2 separate regions of the Gossypium hirsutum genome follow, and region 2 is linked to region 1. The links are chromatin contacts, called in public Hi-C maps. All regions are on one chromosome and are shown on one strand. Each heading gives the region's core, a stretch centred on a gene start, on an enhancer-like site or on the middle of the called end of the contact. The rest is flanking DNA. Distances are from core to core; before and after follow the strand shown.

What was found. A called contact is a pair of places that touch in the nucleus more often than the background predicts.
Region 2: a contact with region 1 is called in a Hi-C map of leaf, with 2.1 times the contacts expected there. The contact joins two enhancer-like sites. A contact is called at or near these places in 4 of 34 Hi-C or Micro-C datasets (callus, hypocotyl and leaf).

The regions. Positions count from the first base shown.
Region 1 is chrD01:51,868,519-51,873,927 of Gossypium_hirsutum_v2.1, reverse strand. No RefSeq gene overlaps it. Among protein-coding and RNA genes, the nearest start is that of LOC121214288, 21 kb to the right of the region's middle. Within about 2 kb of position 2,112, at least 7 of the 9 cell types and tissues checked have an H3K27ac peak or open chromatin away from gene starts, as enhancers often do. A contact at or near this core is called in hypocotyl and leaf, where this site is marked.
Region 2 is chrD01:52,041,235-52,046,643 of Gossypium_hirsutum_v2.1, reverse strand. No RefSeq gene overlaps it. Among protein-coding and RNA genes, the nearest start is that of LOC107922586, 13 kb to the right of the region's middle. Within about 2 kb of position 3,398, at least 9 of the 9 cell types and tissues checked have an H3K27ac peak or open chromatin away from gene starts, as enhancers often do. A contact at or near this core is called in hypocotyl and leaf, where this site is marked.

The DNA of each region.
Region 1 (5,409 bases), core at 863-3,362:
ATTGGTATCACTTGATGATCCCGAGTCATACACTGGTGGAAGATCACTCAACCCAGTCCCAACATTAACTGAAGAATCACAAGCTGGAAGATTACCCGTCCCAGTCCCAACATCAGCTAAAGAATCATGAGACTGAGACTGCTCCAAATTAACATCTAATACAGGCTCAGTATACTGAGACTACAACCCTTATAGAGACGGTGGCATCATGCAAGGCTCACGAGTTGAGGAATAAGATGGCCACACGAGAGGAACAATCGTCGAACTAGGCTGACTGGTTGTCGATACAGACTTGTCTGGACTAGTCTCAGCAAACAAAAATCTCTGCTCATCAAATACCACATGCCTTGACATTATAACCTTACCATCTGGTAAAAGACACTGATACCCCTTGTGACGAAGACTGCAGCCCAAAAATGTAGACGGCTGAGATCGAAATTCTAACTTATGACCTACAAACGGACGTAAGTAAGGATAACAACAATAGCCAAACACTCAAAGATGATCATAGGTCGGATCATTTCCATATAGTGCCTTAAACGGAGAACTGTCCTGAAGAACAACAGTAGGAAGTCGATTTATAAGATGAACCGCACAACAAAACGCATACCCCCAGTATTCCATAGGTAAATTTGCGTGAGCCAATAATGTAATACCCACTTCAACAATGTGACGATGTTTATGCTCAGCTACTCCATTTTTTTCTGGAGTATACGGACAGGTCAGTCAATGTATGATTCCTTGAGATTTTAAGACAGACGTAAAACCACTATATTCTCCTCCCCAATCGCTCTGGAACTACTTAATAGACTTGACAAACTGTGTCTTAATTAATTGTTGAAACTGAGTAAAGCATTCTAGTGCTTGAGCTTTTTGACGTAAAAGATAAACCCAAGTAAACTGAGTACACATATCAATAAACGAAACATAATATCTCTTATCACCACATGCAACAGGTGCAGGACCCTAAAGATCAGACACAACCAACTCAAAAGGACTATAGCTAGTAGTTGAAGGGGAGAAAGGCAACTTATGTGACCTGCCTTTTTGACATGCAGTACATATACCATCAAAACTATTTTTACTTGAAACAACATTACATTTATTTAGAATAGTTTTGACCACAGAAGTCGACGGGTGGCCTAAACGATTATGCCATAAAGCAAACACAGAACTATTTGAAACTGTATGTGAAACCTGCGAATGAGCAACAAATGGAGCAGTCGTAGGCGGAGTAGAAACCACTGGCACAGAAAATTGATATAAGCCATCATGAATGCTGCCCGTCAGTAATATCTCCCGAGTCACCATATCCTTAATAACACAATAGGTAGGGTGAAACTCAAAATACACACCATTATCACGAGCAAGCTGTGAGACGGATAAGAGGTTTTTCTGTATACTTGGCACACATAAAACATTTGATAATCGTAACGATTTATACTGAGTAGGTAAAATAGCAGTACCAATTGACGAAATTACCGCAAGAGTACCATTGCCCATTAAAAGAGATGACTTACCTGAATATGGCGTGACATCACGTAACGTTGACACATCGCGACAGATATGGTGACTCACTCCCGAGTTAGGATACCAAGATGTGGTGCCACTGCGCACTGGAATGTACGGATCATCAGTACCAGTACTAGATTCAAGTTGAGAAGTATTGATATAAGAGTCGGATACTGAAGGATCAGAGTAATCAGACGCATGTAAGTCCCCTAGCCGAGGAAGCCCAATACATGGATCAGACCCAGTATAGACCTGAGCACGCAGTTTGGTAAATCACAGAACCGGACCGCCAATACCTAGTCCATCACCAATCGATTCAGGTGAGCCAGGATCAGCTTGATCAACTTGAACAAAATTAGAGGATGGTACAATATTCGGCCCAGCATTAAATTGAACATTCGGCCCATGAGAGGAATGTTGAAAATTCGGCCCATATGATACACCCTGTCCATTTGGAGCCTTAAGCTCATGTGACGTGTTTCCACTACAACCTTGCCACTGTCCATTTCCAGTAGTAAAACCATGCGACGTGTCTCTATTATACCCTTGCCCATCATCATGATCGAATTTGCACAAATTGGGCTTGTAGGCATCAGAACAAATTCGGCCAGAATCATGCTGTGCATGAGACACATGTGGCCCACGTGCCAATGGCCTATTTTGCATGCCAGCACACACATTTTGACTACCATATCTATTTTGACCAGCATGACTCCCTTGACCATAAAGAACTTTTTGACTTTTTTGATGAGAAGCCACCGCCTGGTTTTCACCATGTTGCACAAAAACTCCAGAGTCAGAACCTTCAACACCGGACGATTTAGTCGAGTCTCGGTGATACCGATAATAGCATTTCTGACCCAAATGACCGAATCGACTACAGATCTGGCACTGAACACGAGATCTGAAGAATCTACCACGACCACGAACAGACGCACGGCCTCCACAATCGGCCTCTTCCACCGACGGCTCATTTTCAACAAGATTCGTGTTCGAACTTACCTCCTGCAACATCCGATCTTGACGACTCTCACAACCTACTAACACATCCACCAAGCGTTGTAACAGTAAAACTCCAATCGACAACCGAGCAGAGGAGATAATCGCCTCAAAGTCTGACGGCAATCCCGCAAGCACCACTTCAATCTTCTCTTCATCGGAGATACGAGAGCCAGTGGCATCTAACATAGCACACAAATCTTTAATCCTAGCAACATAAGCCTTAATAGAAAGATTACCTTTCTTCAACGAGTGAAGCTCATGCCGAATCCTCGACTGCTTGGCACCCGTATCAGCTGCAAAAAGATTAATGGCCATACTCCATATGTCGCACGCCGTGCAAGCATCATCAAAGAAGGATTGATGAGAGGCAATTACCGTAGACAAAAGCCATGACATTAGCAGCCGATCTTGTTGCGTGAACACCTGAGCCGCCGGATTTGGAGCACGAGATCCATCGGGTAGAAGAATGAATCGTGATGGCGAAGCAATAGTGCCATCTAAGAAACATGTAAGTCCATAGCCATCAACGATGAGTTTTACCTGTTTACGCCATTGAAGGTAAGTACCTTCATCGAGTTTGACCACTTCATGTCGAGGAAGAACAGTTGTGACTCGATCGGCAGCAAACACACCAGAGCTAGGTTCGCCAGATGCAGAATCAGCGGAAGCCATGAGAAGCAATGGCCAGAATCAATTGGCGAATGATACCATGAAAGAACTAGATAAAAAAGAAAGAAATATTTATCCAAACAGAGAGTGAAAATAGAGAGATAATAGAATAAACTTCTTGTTTGTTTATTCAAAAATTGCTTACTTCCAAATTCTCAATGTACAGTATTTATAGACTTTAGTGACTACTCTAATTGAGCAACAACCTTACCAGACTCATCAACTAACTAACAACTTCCTATACTCTAATATATATGAATGCGGAAAGAATCATTATTTATATTTATATTATTAAAATATTTATATCTTATATTATAAAAATATTTAATACTAAATATTTAAGAATTATAATATATATTTATTGTAGATACAAAATTTCGTTGGAGCCCCCAACGATACTATCAGTTTAATTTTATTTTTAATTTTTAATTTTAAAAGCTCACAAGATCACCAATTTATCGACCTATTTACACTCTGTAAAGCTTGCTTGATGAATTTGCAAATGGAGAACTCTCTAAATTTGATTTGGATTAGACTTATTTTGCAATTTAATTTTGAACTCTTTTCTTATCTTGTCAAATTTATTTTTACCGTTTCTTGTAGTGGATTTGAATTAAGGCCCAAATTGATTCAGGTTTATTTGAAATTTATTATTATTTTTATTTATAAGTAGGAGAAAAGTTAAAAATTTTATAAAAAAAAACAGATATTATAATAATCCATATTTTTAAAAAATTTATAAAAATATTATATTTTACCAGATTATAAAAAATCTAAAAAAAACACAAAAAAATATTACAAAATTTCCCTTAAATTTATTTTTTTGCAATTCAATCCCTACACTCCTATCGCTCCTGCCACCGGCTACCAACTCCCACCAACCACTCTACACGCCTCTGCCAAGCCATCCCTCTAGTGCCACCACTGTCATACCCCCATTCGACCACCACTTTCAACATCACCTCACTCACTTGACCCATCCTAAACCGAAACCCCAACCTTCCCAATATCACCATCTTTGTTCACCCTCAACAGCCCAAAATGCCAAACAAAATAGAAACCGAAAACACAGTTAAAAAAGAAGAGAAATACCCCTTGTTAAGAGAAGAAGCCAACCGAACCTGAAAGAACAACAAAAGTCAAGAGTAAAAATCAAAGTCCGAAGAAAAAAGTAAGAGAGGAAATGAATAGGAGACTTATCTCTACCAAGCCATGCATAGATGAGCTTAAAGCGACGATTTGAGGATCCAAAAGGTAAATCAGTGTCTGCCTGATTGTAGAACAACATACCCTAAAATCACGTTAGATCAATGGTGAAGGGTGGAGATCAGGTTAGAAGAAGTCCAAGAGGTTTTCTGGACTTAAGGGCTTTTTTCGATTCGAATCAAGATGAAAGATTGAAGGAGGAGGAGGGGAGCTTCGTTTCAGTGGTGCCGACGAAGGATTCAATGGAACTTGTGGTGGTGACTCCGTTGAAATCTTGAGGCATAAAATTCTTTTAAATTTATAAAATAGAAATAGGAATATTTAGTATATATTTTCATATATTTTCAAGAATGACAAGGGTAACATTCTGATCGTGAATCCATCGCTATCGGTTAGATTTCATTGATTTTTATTAAAAACAAAATGCCCTTTTCAGAATAAGTACATCAATTCCTTTTATTTCAAATAAAACTCAATATTTTTGTATTAATCGATAATTTTTTGGAGATATTTTTCTTCTTAAATAAAACATGATTTACTCTAAAAAACTATAAATAAATATTTTTTCATTTTTTATTTTGTATTTTTGAAAAGTAAGAGAACACGTGTACAAGCAACCGACTCCTGAATCTAAATTTTTTTATGAACTATAATGAAAACCTATAAAGACAATTTTGCAAGTATCTGAACCTACTAAAACATAAAAAAAAATGGACACTAACTCCTTTTTTTTAAATTTAAACTCTCCATTTTTAGTAGCAACTCTATAAGTTTGAGTTATTTTCTGTGACACTAATGGCTTGTTTAGTTGAATGGAATAAATTTTTCATTTAGGTTTGATTCAATGGGTCCACTATAATGTAATATATTTAGCTTTTTATTTTCAAAAACACTGAATGTCATTTTTTGCTCTTCTCACTTAATTATAATTATACGTAATGAGGTATAAAGAAAAAAAATCATAATCTCATATTACTACCCTTTACCACTCTCCCTCACCAATCACCTTAAGCCACCACA
Region 2 (5,409 bases), core at 2,149-4,648, 170 kb before region 1:
TGTGCAATATTTCATAGGCTAATAGCACATTATCTGAAATCAGCTGACCTGGCACAAAGGCACTTTGCGACTCATCAACACATTTTCCAATAACTTCACTCAATCGATTTGCAATAGCTTTTGCAATGATTTTATAGAGAACATTACATAGGCTAATTGGCCTGAATTGTGACATATTAGATGGAATAGGAATTTTTGGGATAAGTACTATATTTGTAGAATTAATTGAACTTACCTCTCTACTGCCGTTTAATATCTGTAAGCAAAAAGTGGTAACATTATCTCCGACTATTTGCCAACACTTCTGATAAAAGAGGGCTGGGAAACCATCTTCTCCCGGTGCCTTTGTTGGTCCCATGGAAAAAACTGCTTCCATAATTTCCTCTTTGGTATATACTGCTGTCAACTTTCGATTGTCTTCCTCATGAATACACCATTTAATCCCTTCTAATATGCGATCATACTCCCCCTTCATTCTGTTGAAAACAACTTCTTGAAGTAACACCGTGCTATACCTTCCATGTCTTGCAAGTCCCCCATCTCTCTTCCATCTTTATTTTTTAGCTTCCGAATGAGGTTCTTGCTCCTTCTCTGTAACGCTCTGCCATGAAAAAAAGATGTGTTCCTATCCCCATATCTTATCCAATCGATTTGGGCCCTTTGTTCCCAGTAGCATTCTTCTTTTTCAAGCTCGAAATTTAAATTGATTTTCGTATCAATCAGTTCCTCCAAAGTCTCATAATCTCTTTCTTTCTTAGCCAACTCCGTTAGTTTCCTTATGAGAACCTGTTTTTTTCTTCTTTCTTTCATTTTGGATTTGCTCAGCCCACCTTTGTAATCCTTTTTTCAAAAAATTCAATTTCTATACCAGCTCTCCTGATGCGTTCTCCCACAAACTCTTAACTTCATTATCAAAAGACTCTTCCAAGGACCACCAAGCTTCAAATTTAAAATTGTAGCTCCTTCTTCTTTCTTCATGCCTCCTTATGTTAATAAGAAGTGGACAATGATCTTAAAACGAGTGCGCTAAATGCTGAACTCTTACCTCTTGAAACATATTAATCCATTCCATGTTCGCAACTCCTCTATCTAATCTTTCTTGTATGTTGGTCTCCGGTAAGTTTCCTCTTTCCCAAGTAAACCAGCTGCCTTCATAGCCCACATCGTACAATTGACATTCCTTGAGTATTCTTCGAAACAATTCCATTCTCCTCTTATCTCTAGGCAGTCCTCCTTTCTTTTCGGATCCATACATAATTTCATTGAAATCACCAACAACAAACCATGGGAAATCCTTATTAGTAGCCAGGCTTTTCAGAACAGCCCATGATTCATTCCGATCCTGTATATAAGGGGATCCATAGAAACCTGTAAATCTCCACTTGCATCCTTTTTCATTATCGTCAACGAATACATCAATGTGTCTTTTAGAGAAACTGCTCAGCGTTATATCAACCTCATTCCTCCATGTTAAACACAATCCTCCTCTCGTACCTTCTGGATCAACTTCAATACCGTTCGTATAACCGCATCTTCTACGAACTCGTTCCATCTGCTGTCTTCCTAGTTTTGTCTCCATAAAGAAGACCATTTGGGGATTATGTAACTTCAGCATCTGCCGAAGTCTTTTAACCGTCTGTAGTCTCCCTGAACCACGGACGTTCCAGCTTATTATTTTCATTGTGTCCGGTCGGCTTGCCTCTTGGCAGCCGCCGATGATAAAAGGTTGAATTCCACCTTTTTCCTATTTGTTGTACTTGTATTATCCCTTTCTGCATTGCTGAAAAGATCTTCCATCTCCCCCTGTTTTGTTTTTCCTTCCTCCCCTTCTAAGGTCTCATTTTCTAAATCATGTTCCATTGCCATATTTATCTGACTCAAACCAAATTTGCTTTCTCGCCATTCTATAGACGGCACCCCTCCTTCAATACTAAACCCCAGAATTGGGTCAATAATCTTTCCCCCTCATTCATTTGAACTTTCATCCCTATGTCTTGATTCTCCAGATCGATTCTCCCCCCATCTTCCCTTCCCTTTTCCTTCTTCCTCTTCTCGTAGCCATATACTATTCATTGAAAGGGCTCTTCGAGATTGCACTCACAATGATAAATCCCAGCCCAATTCTTCTGTATCTGCCCTTGTCATCATTTTTATCTCATAGAATGAATCATTATGCCCCAATCTTCCGCAGTAGAAACAAAAAAGCGATAACCGTTCATACTTAAACTTGACATATGACCTAACCACATTGCACAAATCTTGCTTCTTCCTTTTCAGAGGCTTCCTAACATCAATCTGTACTCTTACCCTCATATAATTACGATTTTCCTTTCCTAGATTTGAAGTATCATATTCTAGGAAAACACCTAAAAAATTACCCAGTTGGATTGCTAGCTTTTTAGAGAATAATCCAATTGGGACATCATGGATTAGAACCCAGAAAGGAGTAAATATTAGCGGCACTTTTAATGGATCTTCGCCTCTCCCCAACTTATTCAATGATGGCAAGTGGTTATTAAAAGTCCATGGTAGACCTTTTAGAACCCTTTCCATATCCATATTATGATCATAATTGGAACAAATACCTTTTTTCACCAGATCTCTAATTTGGACCCCATAAACAGGGTGCCACAGATTTGCCATAGTGCTTTTCATGGTGGAAAATGAATAACACTTGCTGTTAAGAAACATCCCACAAGCTGGAACTCCCCCACTCCACTTTGATTACCCGGATCTGCCTGAATCTGCAATATTTCTTCTTCTTCCTCATTAATCGATAATTGTGCTAATTCATTCTCCATGGCTACAGGTTGATAAACATAATAACACAAACACCCCTTTTTCAGATTTCAGGAAAAAAGATCAGAAGCAAAGAAGGCAATTGGTAAAACATAACACAAACGATTAAAGAAAAACAAAAACGTGCCAGCGGCGGCAGACCTAAACGTGCTAGGGGAGTAGACTCTTTATTTATTTTTATTAAAATAATTATATTTATTCTATTTCAAATTAGAAAATTTTACACATAAGAATGTGTAAAAATTACACATTTAAAACACAATTGATGGACATAATAAAATGTGCATAAAAGCAATCAAAATAAAACTTTGGTCAAGTGGTGAATTTAAGTTTTTACTAATACAATTAACTTAGGTTCAAATTGTATCATATGTATATTTTTATTGGGCTTGTAAAATAAAAAGATAAGTATCATCGAGTAAGATAACTTATTTTAAATATGAAAGGACATCAAATTAATTTTTTATTATACATCTTTTATGGTTTTTATTATTATTTTCAATTAGATCAAAATACATATTAAATCATTGATTCTAATTTTGACTTGGGCTATTCAAATGAACCTTTTGACTTGGTCTACCGCTTAGATACCCAATATTCTGGTTTCTAGTTTTGTCTCCCGAGATTAATAGCCCAACATGTAACCCTTGTAGGTGGTTTCATATAAACAAGATGACAAATTTTAAATTTTAAATTTTAGCAACTTTAGAATTTTGGGAAATCTGGCCTTTACCGAACCTTGCCCAAATTTGAGGACTGAAACTCTGAAGAAGGATCCACACATAGGGCAACATCGAAAGTCATCTCATTACCTTTTTGTTAATTGGATAACATGACATGTAAAATCATCTATGACTCAAAATTATGTTGCCCAAGTGGATTGGACGACAGACACACTTAGTTGGTTCTTCATCCACTACCTATTTGAAAAGTCTTCAACTCATAATTTCTCTTTCAAGTTCTAAGCTTAACAATAAAATCTCAAATCTAATTTGGACAACCATGAAAGTCATTAAATAACGATATTAGGAAGAACTTCAATAGAAATTTATAATGATTTTTTTTGTATGTATCAAAATTAAACAAATACTATAAAAACAGGTTATGTCTAACATTATTTATGGAAATAGGTTAAGATGAAGATTGGAGAGGGCTTGTGGCAGTTCGCATAGTAGATATGCGGAAAGTTTTTAGAGGGGTTTTAATGATAAAGACAAAGATGTCTAGAGAATTGAGGGGTCTTTTTTTGAAGTCTTCTCTTTGATGATATAACACGCTTTATATGCTTCTTACGATGGTGTCGGTTCATGGGTTTCGAAAGTTGTGTCATTACAAATTTTTGCATGTGTATTGGGATGTAATGAATGGATGTGTGTCACTTTCTACATATTTCCTGTTATGTATTGTCTTTTATCTGTTAGAAAAGTGTTTAGAAAACATATAAGAGTTGACGTAGCAGAATTTTTTAAAAGAAATTGAAAATGATTTTTATGGCGATATCTAAAGTAATAAATTTGATAAAAATTAGTACATGTGTTTCACGGCTCAGGATGTATATCCAAATTACGAAAGGTTATAGGAAAGTGTTTAAATTTTTTGATTAACTCAAACAAAATTCAAAATTTTCAAGTTTTCAACTGAATAATCTTTTCTATTATTCTCAAACTCTTAGATGCTTAGGAAGTTGACACTAACTCAAGGAGCTTTACACAAGAAAAAATTTGAAACTTCAAAAGAGGGAGAAGTCAAAATCTCTATGTATCCTGAAATAGAAATTTTAACTTCTAGACACAAATTACAATCATTAGATATTACAATTATAATTCTCACAAAGTTAAAATTCAAACTCAATAAAATAAAATTTATTTGAGTATAAAAAAATTTACTTAAATATACTTTCAATAACCTTTTACAGAGTTTTCCCTAAGAAAATGATGCATATGAATTTTGGCTAGGTATTTCTAAAGGGATATACACAAGAGTTCAATTCCCATTCAGAGTTCTTACTTAATTTAGGGAAGTTTTAGTCCAAGTAGGACTTTACAGAGGTACAAAGTTGGCGACATACATGGGAAATTACTCTCATTACCGTGGCATGCTATGATCCACTGGTCTAGTCGAATCCGTTCCACTTTTCAAGCTTTTTTCTATAAATAAGAAAAACCAAGATTGAATATTTAATTAATTAAAGAATTTAATATTTCTCCAAATTAATTATTAAATAAAATAGTTTAACCAATCAATTTTAAGTAAATAATTTACACAACTCAATTCAAATTCCATTAAAATCGTCGTAATTTTATTGTATTAGAATTTATGTGCAAATTTATTAAATTATCCAAATATAAATAAACGACAATGATTACATAATTTAATTTTCAATTTAGACTCAATTATTTAATTTATTCATCCAATTAAATAATAATCCTAAGAAATTAAATTAGTCTTAAGTTATCTCATACATTCTCGATAAAATGCACTTACTATGGAATGTAATTCATGCAATCTAATTCACATTCGTCTTTTATATCCATCAATTCATATTTCTCATTATGAAATCCGCTCAGAGTTATATTGAGTTTAACAAAAGGACCAATTGCTATATATAAT